2 separate regions of the Mus musculus genome follow, and region 2 is linked to region 1. The links are chromatin contacts, called in public Hi-C maps. All regions are on one chromosome and are shown on one strand. Each heading gives the region's core, a stretch centred on a gene start, on an enhancer-like site or on the middle of the called end of the contact. The rest is flanking DNA. Distances are from core to core; before and after follow the strand shown. Region 1 holds the start of Plg (plasminogen). Region 2 holds the start of Slc22a1 (solute carrier family 22 (organic cation transporter), member 1).

Evidence for each region. A called contact is a pair of places that touch in the nucleus more often than the background predicts.
Region 2: a Hi-C map of liver shows a contact between it and region 1, with 4 times the contacts expected there. The contact joins the promoter of Slc22a1 here to the promoter of Plg in region 1. A contact is called at or near these places in 3 of 39 promoter capture datasets (embryonic stem cells and liver), 1 of 484 Hi-C or Micro-C datasets (liver), 2 of 115 datasets of contacts at active chromatin or transcription factors (extraembryonic endoderm stem cells and trophoblast stem cells) and 1 of 9 other capture datasets (liver).

The regions. Positions count from the first base shown.
Region 1 is chr17:12,376,639-12,382,381 of GRCm38.p6, reverse strand. It overlaps Plg (plasminogen), which reads right to left and starts at 3,773. Exons shown (of 19, transcript NM_008877.3): 1 at 3,666-3,773; 2 at 165-300. The coding sequence starts at 3,714.
Region 2 is chr17:12,674,020-12,680,193 of GRCm38.p6, reverse strand. Slc22a1 (solute carrier family 22 (organic cation transporter), member 1) reads left to right here and starts at 4,356. Exons shown (of 11, transcript NM_009202.5): 1 at 4,356-4,948. The coding sequence starts at 4,535.

The DNA.
Region 1 (5,743 bases), core at 2,524-5,023:
GACACCTTTGTGGTCCTCTTTCAACTCTATGTGGGCTCTAAAGATGGAACTCCAGTCCCTAGAGTTACAAAGACAAAGGCTTTTCATCACTGCAGCCCTCCTTTCTCTTGAGTCAGAGCCTCAAGTGGCCAGAGCTCCGCCTGAGACATTGGCACCCATGATACCTGCAGACAAAGTCTGTTTCCCCTTCACATTTGGCCAAACAGTCCGAGACACCTCCTGCTGCGAGCTGCTTCTTGGTGAGACTGAACAGTGAAGCCCCTTGTGTGCTTATGTAGCCATCCAGCGAGTCCCCTTGTCCTGCAACAAAAGTGGAAAACTGAGCAAGTCAGATAAGGACATCGCTCATTATCATGTGGTGCATGCGCGCGCGCGCGCATGTGTGTGTGTGTGTGTGTGTGTGTGTGTGTGTGTGTGTATGTGTGTGTGTGTGTGTGTATAAGCACATGCATGTGCATATTTCATGGCTTTTTAATTTATTTGCTTTTTACCAATCAAAGAACACTAGCTGTTATTGTGTGGCTGAATGCTTTATGGTAGGGGAAAAAGAAGGACTCCTTACTCAGATAAGCAGTCCCAGTAGTTTGCAATAGATTGAAAGTACAGCCAGACTGGCAGATTAGTAACTGAGGCCCATGCAGCCACCTCTCTATTACCATATAAGAGCAAAACTTTAGAGTAAATTACTCTGCTCGTATTGCTTGCCCTGTGATAAGGCAGTGAGGCCCCAGAGCAGCGACTTGATTTTCTTTTTTCATTTTATTTTTAAATTTATTTACATTTCAAGTATTACCCCCTTATCTGGTTTCCCCTCCTCCCAGAAACCCCTATCCCACTTCTTCCCTCCCCCCTTGCCCCCCCCCCGCTTCTATGAGAATGTTCCTCTACCCACCCACCACTCCTGCCTCCCCACCCTCAATTCCCCTACACTGGGGCATCTATCTAGCCGGCATAGGACCAAGGACCTCTCCACCCGTTGATGCCTGACAATGCTGTCCTCTGCTGCATATGCAGCTGGAGCCATGTGTATGCCTTGGTTGGTGGCTTAGTCCCTGGGAGCTCTGGGGGTCTGGTTGGTTGATGTTATTCATTTGATCTTCCAGGAGAGAACACGGCATGGGATACTGTTGATTGACTGTCAATGATATATGCTTTTCAATGACATATGACTTTTTTCTTGATGATGAAAGCATCTGGCATTTCAGAGAAAGTTATTAAAAAGTAGAGCCTGGAAGCTGGGCGTGGTGGCGAACACCTTTAATTCCAGCACTCGGGAGGCAGAGGCAGGCGGATTTCTGAACTCAAGGCCAGCCTGGTCTACAAAGTGAGTTCCAGGGCAACCAGGGCTATACAGAGAAACCCTGTCTCGAAAACAAAAAAAAAAACAAAAAAACAAAAAAAAAAAAACCAAAACAGTAGTGCCTGGTACAAATACTGGCTTCACTGTTGTTGTTGGTTGTTGTTGTTGTTGTTGTTGTTGTTGTTGTTGTTGTTGTTGTTGTTGTTGAGACAACATCTTTCTACCTGGTCTGGCACTCAAGCAATCTTCCTTCTTCAGCCTCCCTAGTGCAGAATTACATATGTGTGCTACCATGATTTGATTTTTGTGTGAGATGCAATCTGAGACAGAGTTGCTTGCTTTCCCTCTTGTCCCCATAGAATGTGGTCCCAGCTGCCAGGTGTCCCCTGGGCTAAGGTGCTAAAATGCTGGCTTAAGCTTGACAACTCTGTTCCAAGCCTGAACCCCTGCTACTACTCTTTTGTGTAAATAGTCATGATTTCCATAGCGGTGAGAGGACAAAGAGGTTAATGAACATAGAAAAGTCTTCATGGAATTAGGCAACATGGCAACCTTGACCTCTAGAGGGAAATCGAAGCCAGATCCAGCAAGTTAACAAGTGACCAGGATCGGAAGCAGGAACACTTGAGAAGGTAAACACAGACTCATCTTTGAAAGCCTACCCTCTCCCTCTCTGGTGACTCCATCCCTCCTCAATGCTCCAAACTGGAAAGCTGGGTAGAGAGTGTGGAGTTGGCTAATGCCCTTACACTGTCAGAGCGCTTGCTGTGGGCATAAGAGATTATGGAGAAATGGAACATTTTAGACTTCTGTTCCATTCCAATTCAAACGCCCACCTTGAGAAGACCCAAGCTTTGGGGAGCTGCGGAGCTGCGTGTGATTTGGAAGGCATACAGTCATCCTGCACAGCGTGTCTAGGCAGAGTTGGGCTAACCTGTGCTAAGAGTTCTCGGGGAGTGTGCCAAGGAAGGTCTCGGATGACGATGGAGAGGAGAGAGCCCTCCTGTTTGGACCATCAGCTTTGTGTCATGTTTATTGGTGGACAGCCGCTGAGATCCACCCAAGGAGCTGCCACTCCAAAGACATGTCCCCAAGAGGAACCGAATCTTTTCTTTTGTATTTGAATTTTTTCTCCAAATCTTTATCTCTTCTGTTTACCTCCAGGGCTCTTGTAGAAAATAAAGTTTAATATAGTATATTGATAAGGAGACTTGAAACAAATCTTTTAGTAGGAAAATTATTTCTTTGTAACAGACTAAATATAGATGGGTATTACCATCAAAGCAAAGAGGCTTTTTTCATTACTATGGTGTGTGTGTGTGTGTGTGTGTGTGTGTGTGTGTGTGTGTGTACTTGAGTGTGCAAAATTAAATCTCTGCTGAGCTTGATGGATGACACTTTTTATCCTAGCACTTGGGAAGCAGAAGTGGGCTTCTGAGAGTTAAAGGCTAGCCTGGTCTACATAGCAAGTTTCAGTCTGGTCAGGACTATATAATATGACTTTATCTCAAAAAAAAATCAATAGTTTGTTCACAGTTGTGGAAGAAGCGTTTTTATCCTCTCCCAGGCTATTTCTGTGCAATAGGAAATGAAAGTCAAGCCATTTCTGTAGATAATGACAAGTACTTTGACAAAGACCTTATGAAGGAATGCCCCTCAATTGGCAGAGATACATGTTGATCCTACTGCAGAGAATCTGGTTCGGAGTGACCCCTAAGCTTATAGTGTCCCCAGTGCTAGTTTCTACACACACACACACACACACACACACACACACACACACACACACACAATGTGTGTAGGAACCCTGACCTCTAAATAGGTATTTGTTTAATTACTGCAAATACATGACACTTTAAAATGGACCTATGTGACTCACGGAAGCATCAGAGGCAGATGTGTACCCATGCAAAGCCTTCCTTCAGCCAAACAGAAGATCCCAATGGAAACAGGATGGCTCAACAAAAGTTTCTAATCAGTCACACTGAAAACAAGGCAAAGAGGTAGACCATCTAAGCCCACTAACTACCACCACCAGGAACTGAACCCAGAACCTCAAATATGCTAGCCAAGTGCTCTACCACTGAGCCACATTGCCCTTTAGTCAGACCCCTCCAAAATCCCCCTTCAATTAGGTTTACAAAGCCACTGGTGGCTTGCTCTGCCTGTCCATCCCTACCCAAGCAGTATTCACAGGGAAACTGAATTTATATGTCGAACTCCTCAGTCTGACACTTTAAGCTGAAAGTCCCATAAGCCAATAGCTCATTTAAATGAATTGCCCAAAAAGACACAGCGAATCTATTTTTAATGGATGGCTAGAATTTTTAAAAAGCGGAACGAAACCTGTGCATCAAAATCTTACCTGGTTTCAGAAGCAAGAGAAACAGAAGGATTACTTCCTTATGGTCCATGTTGGGACTGGCCAACAGCACCTGGACAACTGTGTCCTAGTTCCTGGTGTTGACTTAAAGGGGAACAGAGGCATCCACAAGCAAGGTAGTCCAAATAGGTTAATTATTCTCTGGGGCCCCCACCACTGTATGCAGAAAGAGCAAACATTACCTCGAACAGGGAGCTTACAAAATGTTTGAGCAGAGCCTGTGGTAGATGCTGGAAGTGATGGCAGTGGCCTTCCCCATTGGACCCCTACACCCTGTTACACCTCTCCGTCCTCCCTCTTCCCTCTTACTTCCTCCCTCCTCCCTCCTCCCAAGCCACCATGTTGCCAGTCTCCTCTCATTTCTTTCTCTCTTCTTCCTTTGCTGAGTGCCTCCCATATGCCAGATTCTGCCAAGTGGTCCATACTCAGCCTCGTTTGACCTTACTGGCAATCGGCTGTACCCTGTTCCCATTTTCAGAAGAGGGGCCTGGGGTAACACATGATGTCTCAGTGTGTGTATTGCGTAAGCTGTATGAGCTTGTTTTTCATCCGTTATGTTGCGAGTAGCGGTTGGTTTTGGTTTGGTTTGGCTTTGGTGACCCCTCAGCTCTCTCCCAGCCCTGATGTTGACTAAGCAGTTTGACTAAGTCATATCATTTTTACAACACCGTCATATTCACGCCGCTTTCAAACTTAAGCAGTACATAACTTCTGTCCTGGTGTGTTTTAGCCCTTGACCCACCTGTATAGTGAGACTCGGCATTGCCGGGCAAGGGCCAAACCATGGAGAAGCACCACTAGCCTACTGTGCAGTGTTGAAATCCGTTTGTGAGTTGGAAAAAGAACTCAGTGGTAAGTGAAGCACTTACTGCTGCTCCAGAATTCAAGTTCCAGCACCCACATCAGACAGCTCACAGTCACTCATAACACCAGCTCCAGGAGATCTAATGTCCTCTTCTGGCCTTTGAGGACACACACACACACATGTGTGTGTGTATGTATGTACGTATGTGTATATATAAGTATATACATATGTATGTGTATATATAGATATATACATATGTATGTGTATGTAGGTATATATGTGTGTATACTTGTACATATACACATATAGGTATGTGTATGTGTATATATATGAATGTATATCTGCATTATATATATGTATGCATATGCATATATATGTATTTATGCATATATGTATATGTGTGTATATGTATTCATAATATATGTGTGTGTATATATACATATATATGTGTGTGTGTGTATATATATATATATATATATACCTTCCGCTTCCCAGTCCTTTCTTAATATCCCCTCCAGTGTGGATCTCTCCTCCATAAGAACTCGCAGTATCATGGTAATACCCTCAAAAGTGGAGGGATTCAGCTGAAAGACTATCTTTTTGTTTATTTGTTCTTGTTGCTTTGACATAGTCTCCTACTGTAGCCTGGGCTAGCCTGGAACTCACAGTGATCCTCCTGTCTCTGCTGTCTGAGTGCTAAGACTACATACAGGTGCATGTCTCTCTCTACCAATCATCTCAACTTTAATGGTAGAGTCTGAACTTTTTCTTGGCTGGAGGCTCAAATGCTTTAAAGCCTCCCATTTTATATTTGAAAATATTTAGAAATGGACTCCTCTCTGTTGGTGTGGGATAAAGACAAAGCAGCCGCTGTTCTTCCCTGGCTACAAACTCCTTCCCATGACAACTAGTTACAGGATCAGGTGCCAGGATGTCTCAGGTAGAAGCTTGTATAGAATCCCATGAGAATAAAGCCCATGCAGGAAAACCAGGAAGACAAGCAAGGAGAGGGAGGGGAGAGGTAGGCAGCATGTCACGGTGCTAGGCATCGCTCCTCCTTGAGGAAGCCAGGAGGTCTGTGAGACTCAGGAAGCTGACAAATGTATGGGGCTCAGTCAACTTCGAGCTGCACCAGGCCCTCCCTCTGTTCTACAGGAGCAGAGAACTAGCATGGGAGATTCTCCTCGGTAGAGCCTCGGTAGAGCCGCCTGCACCTGGGGTGAGAGTGTCAGGGGAGTTCCTGTGAGGAGGCAAC
Region 2 (6,174 bases), core at 3,107-5,606, 300 kb before region 1:
TGAGACACCCACCTTCCCTGTCTGGCTAAGAGTGACAGAAGACACGCACCATTGACCTCTGGTCTCCACGTGTGCATGTGTGGAAAAACACACTTGCACACACGGGTTCAACAAACTGTAGAAACAATGTGTGGTGATGCATATTTGTCATCGAGCACTTAGCTGAACAAGGTTCAGAAGTTCTAAGTCAACCTCAGTTGCATTTATAGCAAGTCTGTCTTGGTTAGGGTTTTATTGCTGTGAAGAGACACATGACCAAGGCAACTCGTATAAGGAAAACAACTAATTGGGGCTGGCTTACAGTTTCAGAGGTTTAGTCCATTATCATGGTGGGAAAGCATGGCAGTGTGCAGGCAGACATGGTGCTGGAGAAGGAGCTGAGAGTTCTGTATCTTGATTCAAAGGCAACCAGGAGAGACTGAATCTCTCCTGCAGGCAGCCAGGAGGAGGTTCTCTTAAAGTCTACCCCTACAATGACACACTTTGTCCAACAAGACTGCACCTATCCAACAGGGCCACACCTCCTAATAGTGCCATTTCCCATGGGCCAAGCGTATTCAAATCACCACAGTCTGGATTACATTAGGTTATCTCAAAACAGCAGCGGCAACAACAAAGCCATACAAGGAAATGACAGGACAAAAGGAAACTGCTCCAATGGTAGCGCCTCACACTGGGAACCACTGGGTTCACCAGAAAGCCTGGTTCAGCTTTCCTGTTGAGTCATGGCTGATTTTTTTCCCTTTAGTGTGTATGTTCCCCAAACCCTACCTCAGTTCTGCAGGACTGGGTCAGCCCCATTTTACAGATGGCCTATGGGAAGGTCACCAGGATTTTTGGGTCACACATAGAGCACCCTGGGAATCTAGTACTTTATAAGACCCAGGCTTACCCTCAAACCTGGCTTCTCCCTTTTAAGATGAGCCCAGCTTCTATTCTTGTTCCTGTAGTTACTTCAACCCCTGACCCTAACACCCCTACCCAACCTACATTCCCATTCCTCCCTTGGCTCCAGGAGGTACCAGCACCCGGGGGCCACTTTCCAACAGTGGGGAAGGTACCCACATGGAATTTGTGTCTATTGGACATTAGATGAGTTGAGCTGATGCATAGGAAGTTTTGGAAAATGGGTCACTGGTAAATGGGTAGTGTGCGAATTACTGAGACATGACTCGGGGCAGGCGACTTGTGATCTTTGTATATATATAGCGAAACACTGCAGACCAGTCATGTCTAAAGGAAGCAGGTTACTTTGGGCTCACAGTAGAGGCTGAAAAGTCCAAGAATATGGAGCCAGTATGGTCCCATGATGCTCACTCATGCCAGAAATAAGGGCCAATGGGAACACATGAAAGAGAGGGGCAAAGGGTACTGGATGCTACTTAGTAGCTTGTCCTTGTAACTAAACCTGTGTCTTGGGAATAACCTTAATCTAAGGGTCCCAAATGACCCTCTCACAGGTGCACCTAACACAATTGGAAACATTTACATTATGATTCATAACAGTAGCAAGGTTACAGTTATGAAGTAGCAATAACAATAATTTTATGGTTGGGGGGTCAGCACAATGTGAGGGACTGTAAAGAGGCACAGCATTAGGAAGGTTGTGATCACTGCCTTAATCCCTTCATGAGGGTGGAACAGCATTACCCAGTATCTCTTAAAGGTCTTGCCATGCCTCAATACCATTCCATTAACAGTTAAATTTCAACCTGAGATTTGGCAGAAAAACACATCCAGACTGTATCATCAGCCCTTCTGGCTTTGGGTTCTCACCTACACTGTGGAGTTAACCTGGGAATTCATCAGAGCATGGCTCCCTCTCAGGAAGGAGTCTTGCAATTTAAATTGCCTGGGATATCTGGCCATTTGCATGTGGACTGGAACCATAGACCTGGGTAAAGATAAAGGGAACCACATAGGCTAAGAAAGACTCTCCCTCCATGGTCTCTGTCCAAACAAAAGAAAGAAGGCCTGAGCATAGTTCCTCTCTAGGCCAGGGCAGCTATATTCTGCATGGATAAGTCAGAGGTGGGCTTAGGGCCCTGTGTGGTGGGAGGGGATGTGAGGACAGTGAGGGGTGCTGATTTCTATTCTTGTCTTCTAGTGTGTGTTCAAAGTGGGACCTTTGCACCTTAGCTAGTCTGCAGACATACACATGACACTTCTCAGGGAAGTGTATATTTTGGGGGCTCAAAAAGGACAAGTATCCTGCTCAGAGTTAATCCATTGACTGCTCTTTGGGGTGGGGCTTTGCCTATTTCCTCCTTCTGTCCTCCTCACCCTATCCCTCATGCCTACCTTCCTACTTTTCTGCCTTTCTCCATTCTTCCAGGATATGTTCAGCCCTTCCAGCAGAGCCCCATAGGCTGAGCTCTTATGAAGAAGAAGAAAGCTGGCAGAGAGAGCGGAGCTTTGACACAGCCTCATGAGAAGTATGTTTTGAGTAGGCCAGCTTGTAGACACCTGAGCAGGAGGGGACCAACTCTGAGTTCCTTGGAGCAAGGAATCTTAGAAACACAGGGACTCATAAGTCTGTGGGGCTGTGTTCATGTGTAGGCTGTGTGACTTTTCTTTTAGTGTGATAAAATACTGTGACTGAAACCAGACTAAGGAAGGTTATTTTGGCTTATGGATGCAAAGGGATGGAGTTCTTCATGACACAGAAACCATAGGGGCAGGAACATGAAGCTGGCTGATCACACACACACACACACACACACACACACACAGAGAGAGAGAGAGAGAGAGAGAGAGAGAGAGAGAGAGAGAGAGAACAAAGCAAGCATGTGCAAACACACAGGAAGTGGGGTAAGATTAATGTGTTCTCTCTCAACCCCCTCTCCCTTTCCCTCCCCCCTTCTCCCCTCCCCATCTCAGCTCCACCTCCTAAAGTTTCCATAACTTCCCCAAACAGAATCAACAACAAGGAACCAAGTGTTTAAATACATGCCCTATGGAAGATATTTCTCCTTTAAGACACATTTAGCCTCCATCACCCAGGGATTTGTGGTCATGTCATAATGCAAAATACTTACAATCCAACTTCAAAAGTCCACATAGTCATTAATAATCTCAACACCTTAAAAGTCCAAAGTCTTTGGTGACACTTAAGGCAATTTTTAAATATTGATCCCCTATAAAAGAAACAAAACAACAACAAATCATATACTTCCAATATACAGTGGCATGAATATACATGGATATACACTGGGGAAGAATGGGGCATAGTAAGGAAAGATTAGACCAAAGCTAAAAACAAACAACTATGCCAGGACCATAGGATGACCGAGAACAGCCACAGTGGTGGAGCCAGCTGGAGCTGTGTGTGCGGCAGAGGGTAGGGCCAAAGAATTGACCCAAATCCTTTGGAAGAGTCCAGAAGATCGTGAGTGGATTCCAGACATTTGACACTGGGTTATTTACAGGTGGAGTTTGATTTTGATTTGTTTAGATTGTTTCTGTGCCCTGGCTCTTCCCTCTTGAAGTAAAAAAGTATTTAACTAATTTTTTTTTATTGTATTGGAGTCTACAGTTGAGAGACATTTGATTTTTAAAAGAGACTGGATATTTTAAAAGAGGATGAATTTCTAAGTGCTTGAACCTTTAAAGACTATGGGATGAGCCTAACGGCAAGGCTTGTTTAAAGGGAGATGAGGTGCTGAGCTGACCCGAAGGCTGGCAGGATTCAGTTCCTTTGGTTGAGGGCTGAGGGTCTCAGTTGCTCACTGGTCATTGTCTATGTTCCCTCAGCCCTTACCTCTTTGCTGCGTGGGCTTCTCAGCTAGGCCGCTAGGCTTCATTGGGCCCACAAAGGAAAGAGAGTACTAGAAGGTGGAATAGCCAATCTGTGTGGGGGTGACCACAGAGGTACCATCCTTGGGATTTGCCATTTGGTCCTGCTCAAGGCTACCTAACGGTGGCCTGCCATCCCTGAAAAATGATGGTCATGAGTATCTTAGTTAGTTTTTGAGACAAGATCTCACGTAGCACAGGCTGATCCCAAACGTGCCTGCTGGGATTACAGGTATGAACTACCATGTCTAGTTTGTGTGCTGTTGGGGATTGAACCCAGAGCTTCGTACATGCCAAGCAAGCTGTCCTACCTAGCCCGCAGAAGTAATAGAATTGCTCTTCAGAAGGTCCTGAGAGATTTTGTGTGTGTGTGTGTGTCTGTGTGTGTGTGTCTGTGTGTGTGTGTCTGTGTGTGTGTGTGTGTGTGTGTGTGTGTGTGTGACTATGCACACTCAAGCCTGTTTGCCTGCTTCCTCCTGCCAGGCCAGAGCCTTGGCTCACTTCCCAGAAGAGCAAACAAGTCTTCAGGTAAGCCTCGTGTATCCCTGCCCTGGCTCTCACACTGGTATCGCGGGGTAAAAGGTTGTTTCTGGTTGGTTGCCTTCCAGATGTATCAGGCTTGAACAGCAACTTGATTTCAAGCCACCGCAGTTCCAAGAACTTTAAATGAGACGCTGCACGAACCCCCAGTGGCAGTCCAGAGCAGGCCTGGCTGAGTTGGTGAGGGCCCTACCCAGCCATGCCCACCGTGGACGATGTCCTGGAGCACGTTGGAGAGTTTGGCTGGTTCCAGAAGCAAGCCTTCCTGTTGCTATGCCTGATCTCAGCTTCTTTAGCTCCCATCTACGTGGGCATCGTTTTCCTGGGCTTCACCCCCGACCACCACTGCCGGAGTCCTGGAGTGGCCGAGCTGAGCCAGCGGTGTGGCTGGAGCCCGGCAGAGGAGCTGAACTACACCGTGCCGGGCCTGGGGTCTGCGGGTGAGGCCTCCTTCCTCAGCCAATGCATGAAGTATGAGGTGGACTGGAACCAGAGCACCCTTGACTGTGTGGACCCACTGTCCAGCCTGGCTGCCAACAGGAGCCACTTGCCACTGAGCCCCTGCGAGCATGGCTGGGTGTACGACACTCCCGGCTCCTCCATCGTCACTGAGGTACTAATGGGTAATGTACACATTGAAAGCAAATCAGTGTCTTTCTGAGGCAGGAAGGAGAGGCCCAACTTCCTGTATGCTGAGAGGGAGCGGGCTGTGCCCTGGCCCTCTGTGTTCGTCTCACCAATTGATGACACTGAGGCATAGCTGCTATGTGGGTCCCTGGTTGATTTGTTTTTTTTAAGAATATTTTACATTTAATTATAAGTATATATGTATGTATATGCATGTGGGTATGTACATGTCATAGTGTGTATACGTGTGCACGTGTGTGTGTGGGTTTATCATGGTCATAAAACAGCGTGTAGTTCTCTCCTTCCACCCTGTGGGTCCCAGGGACTAAACTCTGGTCATCAGATTTGGCAGCAGGCACCTTGTCCTTCTGAGCGTCTCACTGGCTCAGAGCATCACTTTCTGTCCTTGACCCATCCCAGAATCTACAGTCTTCCCTGTGCCTGCTTCCCTGTGGTTGGTGCTGTGGAATCCCCTCATCTCCTCAGGTGGTAACAGGTGGCCTAAACCCTGGCCAGAGAGATAGTATGGGAATTGCCTCAGCTTGCCCCATCAGACTATGTGACACCAGCCAGGCCTCCTATCAGCTGGATAGATCTGGGTAAGTGCCTCAGTTTCTCTGAGCCTTGACTTCTCTGTAGCAGGCCGTATCACAATATCTCCACCCCCTGTGTTGTAAGGATCAGTTGAAAACCAGGAAGATGATCCTCAAACGTAAACACAATTACACTGTTGATGGCCTGGAGGTGCCGTGAGGATATCCAAGGGGATTGACCCCACCATTATGTTACCTATTTGTGCACTTGGCTTTGAGAGTCTTTGTTTGTTTGTTCGTTTGTTTTTGTTTTTGTTTTTGTTTTTGTTTTTGTTTTGAGACACTGTGTAGCCCCCATTGGCCTGGACTCTCTTTGTTGATCAGGCTGGGCATGAATTTACAGAGATCCTCTGCCTCCCAGACTGCTTGGGATTAAAGATTTTGCCACCATACCCAGAGAGGGAGGGAGGGAGGGAGGGAGGGAGGGGCAGTTTAGTAGAAAGTGGCAGTAGATGTTTATCCCCTTCATGGACTCTTCTGACAGTGTGGGAGGTTTGTCCCATGGACAAGCATCAGGCCCAGGCTCAGAAGCTATGCTAGAAATATCTCGGCTGTGGCCAGGGCACAGCTCACGTGGGCCATGGTCCTCCCCCAGCCAGCCCTGCCCCCACACATGCAC